Linked DNA regions of Mus musculus: region 2 is linked to region 1. Evidence: chromatin contacts called from public HiChIP or PLAC-seq data. All regions are on one chromosome and are shown on one strand. The core of a region is the stretch at or near the end of the contact, and the rest is flanking DNA. Distances in the headings are between cores, read along the strand shown. Region 1 overlaps Ltbp1 (latent transforming growth factor beta binding protein 1). Region 2 overlaps Ltbp1 (latent transforming growth factor beta binding protein 1).

Region 1 (6,119 bases), core at 1,479-3,978:
ACATTGTACCAGTGGCTCTGGGAAGGCAAAGAAGGGATGCAAAGGAACCTGTCTCCATAGAGACGGAAACTAGGGGAGCATCAGCTACAGTGTAGATGCTACTCTCTCCTCTCAATAAAATAATTAACCCTTTACAGCTCTCGTTGGACCTGAATGGACACTCAACATACGGTACTGGACAGCCTCTGGTAAAGCCAGTTCATGAAATAAAATCGAGTGTAAACCCTTGAGTTGAGGACCACAATGACCAATAAATTATAACGAAGCAGAAATGATGGCTACTATCCATAAGGACCAAATACCTAACCGCTGGGATTCTCATCTACAATATCTACTCAGTCTCAATAGAGTTGAAAACATCCACTTGTACAGCAACCAACCAGCTTATTCTATTCTTAATCCCTCCATGGCCCCATTTATTATACTGATCATTATTATGGGAACAAAACAGAGAGGACATAAGGCCTCATCTGTAAAAGCTTAGAAGCTTCTAGAGAAAACCAAATTTACACAAGCCTTCAAGCTCTCGGGAGGGCCACCCAAGGACACTGACACAATCAATCAAAGTATTCCCTTGGACACAGCATTGCCCTAACCACATGAACGACCCACTCGAAGTCATTCCAAGGCACTTGGATTCCTTAAGTTCAACTTCTTCTATTCTTCTCCCAACAATTAAAAGGGTAAGCCTCCTCAAGACCCTTATAAATTTACTCTCTGAAGCTACAGAAATGCAAAGTGCCCATGACAGTTGTTTTTTGTTTGTTTGATTTTTTTTTTTTTTTTTTTTTTTTGTGGCTGGATTCTCTCTCTGGGTTGAGACAGGCCTGGGTTTTCTAGACAGACGAAGTGTTACTTGTTTCTCTGGATGAAGAGAAGCAGCTGGGAGAATGGTTAATAAATCTGTGAGGGGCACACACAATGTCCATGGTCAACTTGACTCTTCTTCTCCTACCTCAGAGCCAAATTTATTTGGGGAAGATTTCTTTTCTGATGTTACCAGATTGCCACACAACATGACAGAGTGACCCAAAGGAGCTCTGACACCAAGATTCCAAGTAGGTCATCAGGGGCTACTAAATAACAACACACTCACTGGAGTTCCTGGTGTGCATGCACGCATGTGTGTGCGCGCGTGTGGAGTATACATGTGTATATGAGTGTGTGTGCTCACATAAGTGTGTGTACACACATATATCTGTGCATGTGTGTGTATGAGTACACATGTGAGTGTGTGTGAGTGTATGTGTGTAGTATGTTTGCATGTGTGTATATGAGTGCATGTGTGTGCGAGTATATGTGGATGTATGTGTATGTTTGTTTGTGTGTGTATGTGTGTATGAATTTGTGTGTGTGTGTGTGTGTGTGTGTGTGTGTGTGTGTGTGTGTGTATTCCTGATCATGCATGTATATACATGAGGAGGCCAGAGGTCAACCTTGGGGATCTTCCTCAATTGCTTTCTACCTTAACTTCTGAAATAGTATCTCTCATCCAACCTGGAGCTGGCTAACTCAGTTACATTGGTCAGGACCCCAAGGATCCATCAGGCTCCAGAGGCCCTAGCACTGAGATTACAGAGACCCACTACCACATCTAGCCTTTCCGTTGGCACTGGAGATCTAGCTCAGGTTCTTATGTGTGCACAGCAAGCATTTTACCAAGGAAGCCACCTCCCAGCATTCCTGCCTTTTTAGCTTATAAAAATTTGATTTAAGAAATTAAATGACAAAAACTGAGAAACAGAAGATGGGCTGGAGAGATGTCTCCGTGATTAAAAACACTTGTCCTTCCAGAGGATATCAGCTCAGTTCCCAGAACCCACAAAGGGCAGCTGACATTTGCCTGTAACTTCAGCTCCAGGGGATCCAGTGTTCTCTTCTGGCTTAGGCAGGTCCTGCACCCACATGTGTGCATATACACACAGAGACATATAAATCAACTAAAGAATTTTTTGAGAGAGAGAGAGAGAAGAAGAATAAAAATTCCTCCCTGGATTTAGAACCTGTGATGTTCTCTAAAGCATTAAACAATGACTGGCAGCTCTCTGAACACTCAAACTCTCTGTGTTGCCTGCTAAATGACTGAAAAGCCAGGCCTTGACTACCCAGCAAGCATCCAAAGTTCAGAAGAGTGGATGCCATTCACTGGCTCAGCCTGAAGGACTCGACGTTCTCATTATTTGTGACAGTGTATCCAGGAAGTATAAGACACAATGACAAGCAAAAATGCTTATCTCTGACATTACGAGAAGGACCTAGGCAGGGCCGAGAAGAGACAAGGACACACACAGCTGTCATGACCACAGCCACCACTCGCCAGCCGATGCTTTGTCCTCTTTCAGAAGCAAGCTTAGGGACCTTAAGCCCCTGTATTCCCATCTCATTGTCTGACTGACATTTGCGTTTTGCCACAGCTGAGTCACAAAGATAACATGTTTCCTGTTTCATCATACGATGCGCTAGACTAACAATGTGTCTTCCCTATTGAAGAATGGGGAAGAGGTCCACCCAGTGTTCTTACCACTTGGAAGGGGAGTATTTTCTGACATCAGAGCTGCCTAGCTCTATAACCCATATTGGCATTAGAGGAGAGGGAAGGAGAGAAGGACTCACTATTTGCAGTGTTTAAAAGTTACTTCCCCCAAACCTGAATCTCTGCTTTAGAGTCCAGTAAGTACAAGGATTCTGAGTAATACATGTGAATCACAGGAAAGAGACTTTACATCTCTCCAAAAAGACGGTGGGGCATTTAGGTGAACACAATGTCTATGAATCAGACCTGCTTTCTCTCTTCACGTCTGTTCAATGATCAATTGGGAAACCCTCCAGTTGGTAGCTGGAGAGGAGTTAAGCCCACCTGGATTTCCAGAAAACACTGAGGACTCTCATCTCATGTCTTCCTCTGGGATGACCCAGAAATCACTCAGAACTTAGTATCATTCCTGTCCAGGCCCACAGCAGCTCTCAGGGGTAGGAAGCCACTTTCTGTGACTAGGAATGAGGATCTGACTTCCTGCAGGACTTGAGGACGCTACTCTAGGTGAGGACTTGTATTTAGAATCATGAATCCCCAAGAACTGCCTTCAAAATTCTCCACTTCAGTCTGTATGAAGTTTATGTGACACCCCATGCTTGTTCTCATGCCCAACAAAGGTTTGTGTAATAATTGAGATATATTCTGTTTTACACATATAGTCTGCCTTGAGTAATGTCATCTCAGCTTCTCCTGGGTACCCAATAGCTCTTATCCTCACCTTAATTGGGTAATAATCCAGGAACGTATATTTGCATTTCATCACCTGGGACAAAGTCCCCCTGACATCACCTCTCATTCACTACCAGTCCTTCCTCAGAGCAACAGCACCCTCAGGGAGTCACCTTCAAACTCTCTAGATAGGAAAACCTCTCAAAGCTCATCACTCCCATTTGACAGCATGGATGAGAGTCCAGTGCCAGGGTTCTCAACTTGGACTACACGTCCACTCCAGCATAGAGAAGACAGCATGAAACAACGGTGGGTACAGGAGAACACAGTACTGGATTCTGAGCTTCAAACCTGCCTTTTCAAACAAACTTGCTCCATGGTGCTGAGCAGTTATTTAACCTCATCTATAGAATGCCTGCAGACCCCTGATTTCTCAGCCACTGGGCATTGGGCATACAGACAGCACTCCACAGTGCTGTTACAAATCCAAGGTTCCTCTTCCTCCTTCATAAACGTATATGCCACTCATTAAACTTCAGGGTCTTCATGTGTTTCCCACTAGGAGCTTATGTCTAAGGTCAAAAAGGCAAAACAGCTGAACCAAAGCATTTAGCCGGATATGGTGGCACACACCATATCCATATGTAACCTTAGTACTTTGGAGGTGAAAGCAGGAGGATCAGGAGTTCAAAATCATCCTTACTGTATGATGAATGAGCATCCAGCCTGGGTCATATGAGTGTAATGCAAATGATCCAAGGCTGCTTCAAGCATCCTGTAAGACACAGGGCAGACTTGAAACATCAGATTCTTCACTGGAATGTGAACATAAAAGGGACTTGCAGGCTCAGTGTCAAATCCTGGAAAAGGCCATCTCATACATAAGCAAGATGTAAATCAATACACTAACTCACCCCATCACCCAACTTCAAAATGTCTCCTGAAGAGTGTGCTGGGGATATGTTAGTTCAACTACCCAGTAGATAGTTGGGTAATTAAGAGTTAATACTAATAAGTGCATAGTCTATGGATTAATAACACTTCCTATGGCTTATCCTAGGACCTTCACAGATATATTATGTGGTTATGTTACTACTCATTGTCCAATTGATGGGATCTAGAATTACAGAATAGACATGAGTCTCTAGGGAGCCTGAAGGATTAGCTAGACCAGTGGTTTTCAACCTTCCTAATGCCGCAACCCTTTGGCACAGCTCTCATGTTGTGGTGGTCCCCAAGCATAAAATTACTTTGTTGCTAGGTCATAACTGTTATTTTGCTACTAGCATGGATCATAATGTACATATCCACTATGCAGGATATCTGATATGCAATTCCACATTGGGGTTTTGACCCCCGTGTTAAGAACCTTTGAGCTAGCTGTCTATTAACTGAGTCTGGATAAATAAGTTACAATATATGCTGGGATGAACTGTGGTACAGTATTTAAAATTATCAAGGGAGACTTATTTCTATGGCTATTAGTTGGTAGGCAAAAAAAGCACAGCACAGTAATTAATATATTAGGAAAGCTCCAGGCTGTATTTATATATCTGCCAATACATACCCATTCTAGAAGGCATATAAATGGACCCATTTGTATGTCTAAGAAAGAGATCTGAGTACTCACAGGACAGAAATAGAAACAAAACTTACATTTGTCAAATGGTTCCCATCCCACTTTTTTGTCCATTTTATAAGTCGTTTATTATTTTTTCAATGATGTACAAATCCATTTCTTTTTCAAAAAAAAAAAAAAAAAAAAAACAAACCTGTCATCAGATATAGTTAACTGTAACTTTGGTATGAGCAAAGACCAGCCAAAAAGAGAAGTGTGTTCAAATGGGGAAGTTGACAAGACAATTTAATAGATATTCCTTTGAAAAGGATGTTGGTACATACCATAATCCCTGCATTCGGAAGGCTCAGGCAGGAAGACAGCAAGTTAAGCACTAGCTGGGCTACTCAGCTGTACTCTGTCATCATTATCATTAACATCACTGCAGCCATCACCATCACCATTACCACAAACAACATTACTACCAACAACAACAACAACACCACCATCTAGACAGAGGTCTGGGAACCCCCAGTGAAACTCCAGGGGTTAGACAGAGTCTATTGACAGCATCTGTGGCCTTGGATGAGGACATAAAAGATGCCGTATAGCCTCCAAGAAGCATCTGAAGCAGCAAAGAATCAACCACTCTCTCCTGTCCTCTAGGAATCTAAAGCTACTGGCATCTTGGGGAACCCAGAGCAGGGTGAGTTCTCAGCACAGGGCTGGAAACAGGGCTTTCTAACTAACGAAGAATGCTCATGTGTCTGTGTCTGGCCTTTATTTTTATGCAAAGAAAAAAAAAATCAAGGCAGTATTAATCCCGAGAAATAAAGGCAGTCCTGGGAATTGGCAGGAGATAAATGAACTCAAAGATGTATCAGGAAAAGCTACCCTCTCAATTACTCTGAAAATGCTTTCCTCAACTTTAAAAAATTGGCTTTTGACATTTTCAACCCTACCATGGGGATTTAGATAACTGTGACTCAAATTTTTAGTCGTCAACCATCCGTGTGTTGTTACTCATCACAGGGTCCCAGTACAATCTGTGGATTCACATTTCAGTTCTAAGAAAATAAAACCCACAGTGCTCTCCAGCCTATTGGCCCAACCTGACTCTATCCTTTTATCCTGCTCCAAACAAGCTGTGCTTCCTTCAGGCCACCATGGAGTCATTCTGTTCTGGGCCAAACTCTTCTGAGAACTTGGAGTTGAAAATCTAAGTAAGAAAAATAGAGAGTCATTTGTAAGCCTGTCCAATGTTTCCAGGCGTTGATTTTTCTGATCAAACCTGTCAGGCTGATGACACATTGCCACGCGATATATCACTGTAGTTGTACAAAACCACCCTTTGAT
Region 2 (6,119 bases), core at 1,126-3,625, 94 kb before region 1:
ATCACATTAGATGAACTCTTAGGAGTATAAAGAGAAGGAGAAGAGAATGAACTCACCAGATACTGCAAAATTTTTCTAGAAGAAGCTCTCCCATTAAATGTCAGCTTTACTGTGTGCTGCTAAGTGACTTTATTAAATGTAATTCTTTTTTTTTTTTGAGAGAGAGAAACCACTTTACATATGGTTGACATTTCCTCAGAGGTACTCAGGTAGGCGTGTGTGTGTGTGTGTGTGTGTGTGTGTGTGTGTGTGTGTGTGTGTGTGCTCGAGCATGCGCACGCATGTATTTGAGAAAAAAAAACTTGTTGGAATTGCTTTTCTACTCCCACCCTGTGGGTCCTGGGGACTAAGCTCAGGTTGCCATGCTTGCTAGAAAACACCTAGGCATGGCATCTTTTTTTAATTTTTTTCAAGACACTTGAAAAATAAAAGAGGGGAAGAAGAGGCTCTAGTTGAAAATGATACCAGTCCGGAGCTACTGTCGCCATACAATAGAAGTCTATTTTCCTGGAGAAGAATTTTGTACTTAGAGAAGCACATGCAATGTCTAAGTTTCCCAATACAAAATGTATGAGAGAGAAGACCCTCAAAACATCCTTATGGAAACACACTTTTCGGATCCAAGGTAAAAGACGAAAGTGAAAAGAAGCAGAATTGGCTCACTAATTAAGTCATCACAGACACTTGCGGTCTTCATTCTAGATACCTTTAAGAATCCTTTGTGAGAGAAACTTCTGTGCACGAAAGATGCTTAAAGGGAATATTATGGAGACAAAACAAAAGCACCAAGTCACTGTTGTAACTACATGACACACTGTTGTGCTCTCTCTCTCTCTCTCTCTCTCTCTCTCTCTCTCTCTCTCCGCCACTGTATATGAATCTTTTACTTTTTAAAAAATAGAAATGCAACTGCCAAATCAGATTGCCACAGGCTGCTCTGTGTTGAGGTGTCGGGCAGCACCTGCAGATACGCTGCAGCACTTCCTGCTTGACCTTCAGCTGTGAAGCCAGGGCCACCTGCCTTGTGACATTTTAAGGGCAAATGAGATAATGTCTGAAAATTACAAATGGGCTCCTTGGAGACTCAACTCTGTTTGAAAGCAGCTTCCTTAATGACATCTTAGATAAGCTTCAGGGAGCCAAAGACCTGGGGACCTTTGGCTCTGGTCCACCATGGAATTAAAAACAGTCACATATTATTGGGTCTCTTTTTCTCTTCGAGGCTTTTTGTGTAAATAGATTGATGCACATCCAGGGAACCCTGGTGACATGTTAACTAGAGTTAAATAATTCCTATAGATTGAGTATTACTGAATATTCTATCAGCTATAAATCATAGCATTTTAAATGTTCTAATCTACTTCTTTCTGTCATTGTTTAAATATCCTCTCTCTTCTTTGGGACTGTATAAAGACCATAATTAAGGATTAGTGTTTGGTTTTCTTTTTGTTAATGAATATTTGTCAAATGTATCTTCAATTTCTAGCACATTTCTGCTTGGACCAAGAACAAAGAATCGTGGAAGAGGACATAAAGACACTAAAAGAGGAAGATGACAAATATCATAAAGGCTTCAGCTACACATGCTGATGCTCGTAATGACCCTGTCGATTGACTTCATGGCTCTCCATTTACAGACGATGAACTAAGGTTTAGACCAAACAGTTACTACAAATGAGGGTTGTCAGCTGAGTCCCTCCCACGATTTTCTAGGCTCACACTCTCTACTGCAGAGGGAGGATTCCCTAGAAGAGGACAGTGGGGACACTTTGGTGTTCGTCCAGTGGCACAGGGCCACAGATGGGAAGGTTCATGGCAATGCTTAGCTCCAAACTGATCTGAAGCCCAGCAATACACGACACTCCCACTTGTCTCTAGAGTTAGAACCCAAGGGGCTGAGGCAAGAGGCCAGCAGGACAGTCAGGTATGGACTGCCAAGAAATGTCTAATTAGTTCTCCTTCCAGGCCTAGGTCATCTGAGTGTGAAGGGAGCCAATATGCAGAAGCCAAGGGACAGCTGAGGGAAGACTAGTCCACTGAGCCTGTCCCTCCTTAGCTGTAGAAGTCTGCCCACAGTGGACAAGATGTAGAGCTTCAGACAGCTGCAGCCAGCTAGCCAGGGAGTGCCAGGATCCAATACCACATCTAACTCTAAACCCTCCAAACACCAGGGCAGGGACCTGTGTCTTTGCTGTTGTGGGTCCATGCTAAGATTGCTGCAGAAGTTAATCTCTCTGGGGAAAAATAATTACCAAAGAAGAGGAGGAGGGAGAGGAGGAGGAGGAGGGAGAGGAAGAAGAACTGATGTAAGATGAACATCTGCACCAACAGAAATACCAATTAGAACATAATTCTGACCACACTGTACACAGTTTACAAGACATTTCGCTAATGAGTGCCATCTCTGTCGTGTAACGAAGAAATGTTATCTAGCACTATTAGTCTCTGGTTCCAAATTGGTCAGACAGAGTTTCAAACAGTCTGCAGGAAAATTCCAGAATACATGTAAAAGAAGACAGTTGAGACAAAAGAATGCAACAAGATGGGAAGGGGGAAATGAAAAATGACCCCAGGTTCCACCTGCACTGTATTCACAGGCAAGTGAGCAGCCAGACACTATAATGAAGCCTGGCCTCAGTCCAGAATAGTCACCAATTAACTGTGCTCGCAACTGCAAACACTAGGAAAGACAGATGCCAACGTAAAAAGTAAGGAGAATGTCAATGTAGGAAATAAGGCAGACAGAGCCATGGAAGTCAGGCAGAGGCTGTGAGCAGAGAGACAAGCTTTGAACTTTGTGAAGGGACCAAGGACTCACTGGGTCACGGGCAGAACTGAGAAGAACTGCAAAACCCATGGCAACTGCCTTCCAGCCCTGGCTCTAGACCCAGCTACATTGCTGAGACCCAAGTCACAGGTCTCTGTCTGGTCAGCACACTCACCCTCACAGTAGCCTCTCCGTGACATCCGGTACCCACTGTCACAGTACTCGCACCGGAAGGCCCCAGCGGTGTTGATGCAGCGGCCATCCCTACACATATCAGGCCTCAGGCACTCATCCACATCTGCATGAAACATAAAGTATGGTCCGGGATGAGTCATTTTTAGTTGTTATGGTTCTCTCTTCAGTCTCTAATTAGGATACAAAGTGATTATGGCCTTTACAAACATTTAATTTTGTTTTCGTTTCTACCCCTTCCAACCTGCTCCCCCACCCGACCCCGTTTCCCTGATGCTGCCCCAACCTGCAGCCTTCCTTTCCCAATATGCCTCGATGCCACACATTTTCTATAAGCTCCCCCATAGCTTACTTTTTTATTTACTTACTTATGTTTTTTTTAATTTAATTTGTAATTCATTTTTACACTCCATATTCCATTCACTGCCCCTCCACTCCCACCCTCTAACTGCTCCACATCCCATACCTCCTCCCCACCACGCCCCATCTCCACGTGGATGCCCCCACCTTCCACGCCATCTTTAAGTCTCCTTCTCCCCCTTCTCATGGGTCCCTTTCTGCTTTTTTTCAACCCTCTTCCTACTCATTTCCATATAAAAACATACATACATGCATACATACATACATACATACATTCATACATACATACATACTTAGGAGCTGCATATAAAAAGAACATGCAGCACTTGGTTTTCTAAATATAAATAAAATCACTTAGAATTTTCTAGAAATTTTAGTGATTTCATTTTTCATTAGAGCTGAAAGACACTTCTAGTGTGTGTGTTTTCTCTCTCTCTCTCTTTTCATTATCCATTCATTTGTTGATACCGATTACCTAGTCTGGTTCCAATTCCTGACTACTGTAAATAGTACAGTAATAGCTATAAGTGTGTAACTGTATTCATGGCAGGATACAGAGTCTTTGGGGTACATGTTAAGAGATGGTATTGCTAGATTATATATGGTCATTCTATTTATAGGGATTTTTTGTTTTTTAGAAATCTACACACTATTTTCCACAGTGACTGTACCAGTTATGCTTTGCAAAGATACCACTTTCTACTTCTAGCTCCTATCTACTTAAGTATGATATCTGGTTTGTACCATCATTTCTTTAATGTATTCAGCAAGCTCTCAAGTCACATGTTTAGATTTACATGATGGTGGTGGTAAATCCAAAATAACCTGTTTTATCGCACACCTTTGATAGCTTCCTTCCAAAGTGTTGCCTTGACCTTGGGCACTAGCTCCACAACCAGTCCCACAACACCCAGAGGAAGCTGGACTCCAAGGTACTCTAACAAAAGTGTTATCTCTGAGCACCAAGTAGACTGCTACATAACAGCCGATGTTTAATAATCATAAAACAAGTGTGGGAATGTTTGTATGAGCACTGAACTTGTCCATCCCTCAAGAAGCAACATCAAGAAGAGCGTCATTATTACCTATACAGTTAGTACCCTCCTCACTGGCCATAAACCCTGCCGGGCAGACACACAGGAAACTTCCCTCTGTGTTCTCACAGCGACCCTGGGAGCAGAGGTGCCGGACCTGAGCACATTCATCAATGTCTGTTAACAAAAATACAACAGGCGAAATTAGAGCTGGGTTTCAGGACTCTGTTTCTTTGTCCCGTGAAGCACCAAATATCAACACCTTCCCCTGGGGATCAGAGAGATCTTTATAAGCAAAAAGAGCAGCCAAAGGGGAAATGATCCAAAGGAGTGTTAGTAGGGAATGTGTTAGTTTCAACGGGTAGGACTTAAAACAATATAACAACAACAACAAAAACCCCCACAAAACCTATCACTAAGTGCTTCAGAAATGCAGACTTTGGCTCAATAGAGAAGGTTTTCCTGATGAGCGGGAGCACCAAGTACTGGAATTTCCCCTTCACCAGGAAATTCAGGGACAATCCACCAGCAATGCACTCTGGGTCATTGCTGGGTCATGACAATCTCTACTACCTTTCTTGATTAGTAACTTAGGTTCTAAAGGTGACATGTGACAGATGCATGAGAAAGTCAATGCCAGTGGGGCGTCTCTTATATCCACCTACCTACACATAAACATACATGCAGGAAATGCATACAGTAAAGTAGTGCCAGGAGTATGTTCTTGATGCTGGCTTTCTTCCTCTCTCTCTCTCTCTCTCTCTCTCTCTCTCTCTCTCTCTCTCTCTCTCTTTTCTTACTTATTGACCATGTCTTAAAACATAGTACATTTTATTTTGAAGGGTTAAAATAAATTTAGAGTTAATACATTGTAATCATTGACTAATAATTCTATAACAACTATGAGATACTCTCCCCCCCACTCACTTAGGAATCCACTCTTCATGCATTAAGAGATTAGGATTTAGAAACCCCTATCAGAAATCGGACTTTGCCTGTATGCATGAATTTATTTCCGCTGCATGCTTCAGTGTTGGTTTGGGCAAAATACATGGTTACAGGTGCAATTTGCTGGAGTTTATATTTTATTTACTTTTGTAAAGCAGCCCACATTTGTGGAAATGTCCTACCTGTAGCAAGGTTAGTGGCATTAAACACAGAAATAAGAGAATCCTGGGGTTTGGGCAAACTATTTCTTTTGAAACAATTTTTGAAGCTCCCTTTATAAAATAAACTAATGTTTTCCCAAGATGATTAAAATTGAGAAACACTCCAAGTATGCAACTGTTTCCTACTCAATAGTCTGCCTGCCACATGTGTTCCTTACCGACACATTTCCTCAGCTGTTCACTGAACTTGTAGCCCTCGTAGCATATGCAGGTATACCGCACCGGCAGGTTGATGCAGTGTCCTGCTCCGCAAATGTCCGGGTTCACAGTACATTCGTTGATTTCTTAAAAAAAAGGAACAAAACAAGGTGAAAAACCCCAGCTCAGCGGGCATTTCACTGTACCCAGGAGACAAAGCTTTGTGTTTCACGAGAAGCTGAGCTTCATATTGTAGGCACGTAGCCAGAACACGGTGGGCTCTCAGTTTAACTGCAAATTCAGGCAACTACTTTATGACTGATCAGATAGCTCCCCCGCCTAAACTTGTTGCCCATTCCCAGTGAATCAAGTTAGAAGATGAACTAAACAGAAACTCAGAAGTCTTCCATGATGAAGGTTGTAAGAAGATCAATCCTTCGTAAAGTGACTTCCTCCACG

What was found. HiChIP or PLAC-seq counts read pairs in DNA pulled down with a chosen protein or histone mark.
Region 2: an H3K27ac HiChIP or PLAC-seq map of the HPC-7 cell line shows a contact between it and region 1, with 6 times the contacts expected there. The contact joins two enhancer-like sites. A contact is called at or near these places in 1 of 484 Hi-C or Micro-C datasets (nephron progenitors), 1 of 115 datasets of contacts at active chromatin or transcription factors (the HPC-7 cell line) and 3 of 9 other capture datasets (adipose tissue, liver and pancreatic islet).

What each region holds. Positions count from the first base shown.
Region 1 is chr17:75,196,135-75,202,253 of GRCm38.p6, reverse strand. All of the region lies in intron 5 of Ltbp1 (latent transforming growth factor beta binding protein 1), which reads right to left. Among named protein-coding and RNA genes, the nearest start is that of Ltbp1, 190 kb to the right of the region's middle. Within about 2 kb of position 2,728, at least 61 of the 459 cell types and tissues checked have an H3K27ac peak or open chromatin away from gene starts, as enhancers often do. A contact at or near this core is called in the HPC-7 cell line, where this site is marked.
Region 2 is chr17:75,289,702-75,295,820 of GRCm38.p6, reverse strand. It overlaps Ltbp1 (latent transforming growth factor beta binding protein 1), which reads right to left. Exons shown (of 34, transcript NM_019919.4): 16 at 5,681-5,806; 17 at 4,405-4,530; 18 at 2,943-3,065. Among named protein-coding and RNA genes, the nearest start is that of Rasgrp3, 140 kb to the left of the region's middle. Within about 2 kb of position 2,375, at least 11 of the 459 cell types and tissues checked have an H3K27ac peak or open chromatin away from gene starts, as enhancers often do. A contact at or near this core is called in the HPC-7 cell line, where this site is marked.